Linked DNA regions of Lactuca sativa: region 1 is linked to region 2. Evidence: chromatin contacts called from public Hi-C data. All regions are on one chromosome and are shown on one strand. The core of a region is the stretch at or near the end of the contact, and the rest is flanking DNA. Distances in the headings are between cores, read along the strand shown. Region 1 holds the start of LOC111885471 (inactive TPR repeat-containing thioredoxin TTL3). Region 2 holds the start of LOC111885483 (receptor-like protein EIX2).

Evidence for each region. Hi-C and Micro-C count contacts between places; a contact is called where the count stands out from the background.
Region 1: a contact with region 2 is called in a Hi-C map of leaf, with 5 times the contacts expected there. The contact joins the promoter of LOC111885471 here to the promoter of LOC111885483 in region 2. A contact is called at or near these places in 3 of 4 Hi-C or Micro-C datasets (leaf and seed).

Annotation. Positions count from the first base shown.
Region 1 is chr8:245,498,608-245,502,584 of Lsat_Salinas_v11, forward strand. It overlaps LOC111885471 (inactive TPR repeat-containing thioredoxin TTL3), which reads right to left and starts at 1,695. Exons shown (of 6, transcript XM_023881725.3): 1 at 513-1,695; 2 at 1-55. The coding sequence starts at 1,429.
Region 2 is chr8:245,247,520-245,251,677 of Lsat_Salinas_v11, forward strand. It overlaps LOC111885483 (receptor-like protein EIX2), which reads right to left and starts at 1,332. Exons shown (of 2, transcript XM_023881740.3): 1 at 1,198-1,332; 2 at 1-650.

The DNA.
Region 1 (3,977 bases), core at 445-2,944, 250 kb after region 2:
GTCGTTTTGTTGACTATGAGAAAGGTGGTGATAGGCGCGTTCGACGTAGCCTAGCCTGTAAATTATTTAGGGTTAAAATAATCAGACTACTGCAAAAGGGTTATTCTCCCGGCAACAGCTAAGCTGACCCACACTGTTGTGCCAAGAACATCATGACATGATGTAAGTCAGGTACATTAGTTAGCTAGGTGGCTATGATGGCTATGATGGCTATGACATGATGTGAATCAAGTACAATGTAACATGGTAGCTGACATAAGAGCCTAATGCCAACAAGGAGTAATCAGATTTGGATGATTATGTAAGAAGTAATTTTAGAAAAATGATTATCGAAATAAATGTAACCTAGTTCTATACAAATAATCATTAGATTCTAATTGTGTCGATTATGTGCAAATCTCGAAGCAAAATTTAAGGGCATTAACGTTCATGAAATCTAACTAATATTATGTGGAAATTAAGATCTATTTGAAATTAAAAAGATCGATTGGATCATGGTTTAGTGAAGTTACCGGAGATAAAGAGAAGCTAATCTTTGATGAGCTCTTTGATAACCAGGGTTCAACCGCACAGCCTCCTCACATTCTCTAACCGCCTCCCCAAACCTCCCCAACATAGTCAATGCTGCCGCCCTATTGCTCCGGCAAGCTGCATTTTCCGGCGAGATGGTAATGGCACGATCGTATAAAGATAAAGCGTCTGTGAAATTGCCTCTTTTGTACAACTCATTTCCAGCGTTTTTCACTTCTTCAACATCATGACTAATCATTGCCTTCTTTAAAATTATCCCGATTTCTCCATTTGATTCAACCGATCTTCCCCCACCTTTGATTATACTTCCATGGCCGTAATTGCCAGTACCCATACCCAACCCCAATTTCTCGGGTCGGGTTGTCGGTGTACGAGAATTCATATTGGATTTAAGGATTTTACCTGATGGGCAGATGTTGCCAGTTGGGTATAAGTTTGTATTGGGAGAATTTACTGAACTTACATTGCCACCACCGCCGCTGCCACCGCTGTTGGTGGTAGTGGTGGTGCTGCTAGTGCTAGTAGTGGTGGCAGGACTTCCAGTAAAGTGGATGGTTCCACTACCCGAATATATCAACGGAGCTCCAGTGGAATACGCTCTCCGATGACCACCCCTCCGATTCAACTCACCGGAGCCAGATCGAAGCTTTTCCGGGGTAGTATTGGCGGGGATACTACTCGCATTTAGCTCACCGGAATGAGATCTATTAGATCTTCTACGTAATGGGTCTTTCTCAGCTCCACGCACACCACCACCGCTTCCGGAGATTGAAGTCGCAGAACCCAGATCGAGTTCTTTGAAATCAGGCTTGTTCTGCTCAAGAGAACATGAGTTTTCAAGTACATTGGGAAGTGACTGAAGACCCATTTCATCAAACGGCTTCCCGACATGCTCCATTGCTAAAAATGAAGAAATTCGTTGGAGCAAAAGCTGGGTGGTTGTGGGGATAGCAAGTAGGATGTCTGAAAAAGCTATAAAAATGGAAACTTTAACGGAAGGACATAGAAGGAGAAAAGTCGGTAACAGTACATGAATTAATAGAGAGAGAAAGAGAAAGAGAAAGAGAAAAGAAGAAGAAGATGGGGATCTCGTGATATATAAAAGGAAGAAGCAAAGAATGAATATGATGAGCTGGTGGAGAGCGAGAGGAAGAGATGGGTTGTATCTATTTATTGTATTTGTGAAATTATGATCCACTCCACCACTGGAATCAGCTGGACTACTGCACCACACCTCATCACAGCCGTCCAAAATCAATATAGGGTTCATGTCATGCCATAGAAATTAGTTAATTAAATAAAAATTATTAGGGATTTATTATTCCTTATTCTTTCTTATATTGACTATTTTTTTAACGGCGTCAATATATGAAGAAAGAAAAAGACGCTGGATCAAAACAAAGAATTGGTAGAGATAAAAAACAAAGACCAAGAGAAAGTTGGATCAACCCAAAGAGTTTGTACAAATGATACAGATGTAATTCTACAGATGACAAAGGTTACATGTAAGTTATCAAAACAAAGAATTTATAGAGATAAAAAACAAAAACCAAGAGAAAGTTGGATCAACCCAAAGAGTTTGTACAAATGATACAGCATAATTGTAGGTTACATGTAATTTATTTGTTTTGTTAAAGGGAAAAGAGTAAATTACATGAATGGTCCCTATCGTTTGGAGTAATTTGCATGTTTGGTCCCTAACTTATTTTTTTAATTCAAAAAAAGGTCTTCACGGTTTGTTTTTGTTGCGCGCTTGGTCCCTGTCTTACATAAAAATACTATTTTGCCCTTGATTTTTTAATTTATTTAAATAAGGTGGGTAGGTAAGGTAAGATAAGGTGAGGTGGAAGTAGAGTTGGGGTGTGCTTATTTAAATAAATTAAAAAATCAAGGGAAAAATAGTCTTTTTAGGTAAGACAGGGACCAAGCTCGCAACCAAAACAAACAGTAAGGACCTTCCGAGTTAAAAAAATAAGTTAGGGACCAAACATGCAAATTACCCCAAACCATAGGGACCATTCGTCTAATTTACTCAAGGGAAAATAATATTATAGCACATTGAACTTTCTACTAGTAGTTTAAAATGTTTTATTTCCAAAAACCTCTAACAACTAGTACATCATGCCACAACACAAGTTAGTAATGATGTGACATTAACCCACTATGTAGAAATGAGAACAGATCATCATAGATTTCATCACCAAGTTACCACAGACGATAATGGGACTTGATGTTATTTGGGTGATTGTGGATCGTCTGACAAAGAGTGTCCATTTCATTGCTATTCGGGAAAGCTCGTCGGCCGAGAAATTGACTGACATTTATATTCATTCATACGGGCAGATTTAGGGAGGGTCATTGAAACATCCCAAAAACACAGTCTGAAAATTTCGTTTAATTAAATAATAAAAACCATAGTCGATAAACCTCATATAAAAATCATAAGCAATGTATCTCAAAATATTATAACAACTGTCAAGTATACCATAGTATAAACATCCCAGGCTGAACAAATGGTGTGTGCACTGCAATCTTCCCGAGCTCCTCTTTTGAAAACTGAGTACCTGAAACCAAACACTGAAAATTGTAAGCACAAAGCTTAGTGAGCTCCCCCAAACTACCACATACCATACAATAACATATAAAGCACATATTGGGCCTTGCCCACTGCATTGGACCGTAATCCGGAAACTGCATCGGACCGAAGTCCGGAAACTAACCAAGGCCTTGCCCTCTGCATCGGACCGAAGTCTGGAAACTGCATTGGACCGAAGTCCGGAACTAACCAAGGCCTTGACCTATGCATCGAACCGAAGTTCGGAAACTACATCGGACCGAAGTCTGGAACTTACTGGGACCTTGTCCCCTGCATCGGACCGAAGTCCGGAACTAACTGAACATAACATAGCATAAACATATGAACTAGCATGAACACATATATTTCATACTGCATCGGACCAGGGTCCGGAACACATAACACAAAACATGATTGAATCACAAAGACATCAAGCAATCTAACTACTGCATCGGATCGAGGTCCGGAACTACTGCTAACTAAACGGGCCGACATTGTGGCCGTAGACCCGTTCCTACTAGAAGGAAACTCACCTCACACTACTAAAGTCCCGTAGACACAATCTCATACTGCTGAAATCCCGCCGACTCAACCTTAGTTGCTGGATAACAGATTCCCGAACTATCAACACCAAAATAACACCCAATTAATAATTGGGTTCTAACACATAACTATAAATACATACTTTGGGTAATTACGACATTACCCCTAGCTTGGCTTACCCAAGCCCAAGGCCCAATCCATAGGCCCAAAGTCAACTAGGGATCAAAGCCCAACATATGGCCCAATTTTCCAAATTGGGCCCAAACCTCTACATGGACTTCCCTTAAGGCCCAATTGCTCAGTCCGGTCCAACATGTCTCACTCTAAG
Region 2 (4,158 bases), core at 82-2,581:
GATTCCCCATTATCAACCCCAACTCAGTTTAATTTTGGAAGAAATGAAGTGGAAATATAGGTTGTTATGATGAACTGATGGGTTGTTATGATCGAGAATAGTTCATTTATAAATCCATATAATGAAGAGCACCATATTGTCATGGAGGACTTTGAAGTCATGTGAACCAGAATTGGAAGTCAATTGGCAACCTAATTTGTATCCACAAACAAGTACACATGGAACTTCTAACACACGCACACGCATATACATACATCACACATCATACATCATACAATACATACATACATACATATAAATATAATTTCTTTTAACCTAGAACAAATTACCAACATTTTTTAATCTGCAATATTTTAATAATTAAACCAGTTATATCAGAATTTCAATAATTTTTCTCTTTAATTTGATAGCAATATTGTTATGAAATTTTTTGGATTATAGCGAATTAGACAATTATTGTTATTGAATTTGGAGTTCTGGGTACAAACTATGCCCCATGGAAAACGTAAATGTACTTGGCCACAAATCTTCTTCACACAAAGACTTTGAAGTCAACAAAGTAAACCCCCTGATTGCAAGTTGGGACTACAATAGTGACATGTTTGATGCACAAATCATCTTTTGTATGGAAATTTCCATGTAACTTCTCCCTAATAAACATATCCCTCTTCGTTATTATTCTGATACAAATCTTGATATAGTAATTCAAAATTGCAAATGAACCAAAACTGCTACAGCTCTATTCTAGGAGTAAAAGGGTAAATCAGGAAAATAGCTAAAATCTCCCCTCCCCTCCCCCTATCGACAATGCATCCAGCACATGAAGTCATAAACACATACAAAGATTGAACTAGAAAGCATAGAGACATGAAGAGATTGTGCATTTCGTGTTATATAGTACATGAAGTTTCTGCAACATTAGCATGTACTTCAGAAGGGCTCTGAGGCAATGAAACAAAGTTCCAAGATTATTAGGAAAACCACATTTAGAGAAAATAATGGCAAGCATTTAATGCTTAAAAGAATTGCAACTTCACTAGGGAAGGACAAAAAAGAGCAGAAATGGTTGATATTATATCTACCATTAGGAGAGCAAGTGTACAGCATATTCAGAATTTTGTAAAACACAAACAGACAAAAGCTAGTGAAATCAATTAAAATTAGGTCAAACAGAAAAAAAAAAATGAGAAACCTTACTGAGTGAACCGAGAAATTAAGGAGAGAGATGAGTGGCAATGGAGGCTTAGCCTTTTCGCTGTCCTCACCACCTTCGCTGCTAGTGACTTTGAAGACGGTAGAGTTTGGGAAAGCTATTAGTCCGTCGTCAAACCAACCCGCTCTAACAATCTACACTAATCGAACCGAATTTTTAGTAAATAAAAGAGTAAATTACACGAATGGTGCTATGGTTTGGGGTAATTTGCGTGTTTGATCCTTAACGTATTTTATTAACTCAAAAAGTTTCTACTGTTTGTTTTTGTTACGCGCTTGGTCACTATTTTACCTAAAAACACTATACTGTCATTGATTTTTTAATTTATTTAAATAAACACATCACAACCCTAACCCCACCTCGCCTTACCTACCCCACCATTTTTTCCCATTCCCATTTCATGTCTGTAACTACCCATCCTCCCTAGAAAGCTATCTACCGTATTCTTCACCACCACTATCCACCCATCATGAGAGTTAAAACCATTGCATGTCTGCATCTAAAATCAAATTTATCAAATATTGAAGCATAAATCAGTTATGAAATCTGAGATTAAAATTGAAATATAAATTGAAAAACAAATCATACATGAAGCACGAATTGAAACTTGAAATTCAATTTATGTAGATACACTTGACATCAGACTCAAAAACTTGAAATTAAACACTCATGGACACATATTAATGCAACAATACTTGGAATCAGACAAAGAAATTTATATAAAGCAACTGAACTCAGCTGAGACCACAGGCGGTTAGATTGACAATGGAGGTCAGCGACGGTCATTTGGCGATGGAGGCAGGTGACGATTGCTTGTGATGGAGACCAGCGGCGGTATACAACATTGATGACATGTGATACGGTTAGATAAAATATGGAAACGAAGGTATGTCATGTGTCATGTCTGGCTGATAGAGAGAGACATCGAAGACGATGGGGCAAGTGGCGATTGGATGGTTGGCATCATGAGTAATAATGTTGTAGTGATATCTAGGCCACAAAAGGGTAATTTTGAAGTCAGGGTTTATCAGTGATGAAGAGGTAGGTGGTAAGGAATGGATGAAGGAGATACTCGACGTTGAAGATAGAGGAGGGAGCAGTTTCAAGTCTATAGAGAAGACGACGGAGGGTTGAGGACAGGGGAGGTCGGTGATGATGATGAAGAAGGATAAATCGACCAAGAGTATTGAGAAAGGCAGTAAAGGAGTGAGACCCACATGCCTTTTTTCTTATTTACAATAATAAATTAAAATAATATAAATAATAAAATTAATTAAAAAAAGGAAATTAATAAGGGCATGATAGTCCTTTTAGGTAAGACAATGACTAAACGCGTTACAAAAATAAATAATAAAGACCTTTCGAATTAAAATAATAATAATAATAATAAGTTATGGACCAAACATACAAATTACCTCAAACCATAGGGACCATTCATGTAATTTACTCTTAATAAAACCGACGAATTTTAAACAAATTTGCAAAAATGGTCATGTGTTGTCAAAATTATATTGTTTTATCGAAAACAAAAAAATTGTGATCAATTTTAGATTTTTTTTTTGTTGATTTAGGTTCCATATGTTTAAAATTGTTTTTATGTCCTTATAATTTATTGAAAAACTGCAAAATATTCCATGTGGTTTGAATTTTTTTTTTCAAAAAACGCATCCAAACAATAAAAAAAATGATTCATAGTCTTTTTTAGCAAGTTTGTTTGTGGTTTTGGTGTCTTTCCAAACTAAAAAGACTATTATACTATTAATATTTTTATTTTCCAATTTTTTTTACTTTTTAAATTTATTAATATTATTAAATATAAAAATCAGCCTATACATCTCTCTCTCTCTCTCTCTCTCTCTATATATATATATATATATATATATATATATATATATATATATATATATATATATATATATATATATATATATCAAGGTTGTAAAAAATGTTCGACGTTAGTTAGTCGGTGGACTAGGCTTAAGAGATTAATCGGCTAGGCGGAGATTAATCAAGGACTATGAATTGTTAATTTTTTGAATTTAAAAAAATTAAATAGGACTAATATCATCTGTAACATCCATAAAACTCATGAAAAATTAAAACTTTTTCAACATCTAAAAACACTATTTAATTACAAATTGTTTTCATAATTGTATCATATCAGAGTATCCTAGAAATCAAAATCATAAAATGCGAGGAGGTGCACGATCAAACTTTCGTCTTCCCGCGATCATCCGAAGAACCTGAAACAAAATCCAAAACTATAAGCCCGAAGCTTAGTGAGTTCCCCCAAAATACTAACGTCATACAGACCATAACCATATCATAACAAACAACATGCATATAGAGTCTACAGTATGATTAGACCACCCTCACCGGGCCTTCAATCTATCTGGCCCACTCTCAGAACTTTCAACATGTCTAGTCCGCCCTCCGGAGCCTTTAGCCTGTCTGGACCGTTCTCCGAGCCTTCGGCCTGACTGATATGCCCCTATGGGTCTGCAGTCTATCCGGACCGCCCTAGGTCTGTTGGCCTTCAACACAAAGCAAGACCACCTAAACCCAACCATACATATACAATAAACATATAAATATCATACGCTAGCTAGCATGCACAAAAAATCAAACTGATCTAACAGATCACTAATCATAGCATCATCCTATATACCAGGATACCGACCAAACATGTCACTAACATAGCATCATCCTATATACCAGGATACCGACCTAACAGGTCACCAACATAACATCATCCTATATATCAGGATACCGACCTAATAGGTCAATAACATAGCATATCATCATGCGATAACCAATATAACAATCCAAAAAGGGCCGGAGGATGTTAGTATAGTGAGGGCAACTCACCTCACAAGTAGTGTTGAATAGATAAAGTTGATTCCCAATACACAACTCCAAGCTCAACTGCCAGTAACCACCATATA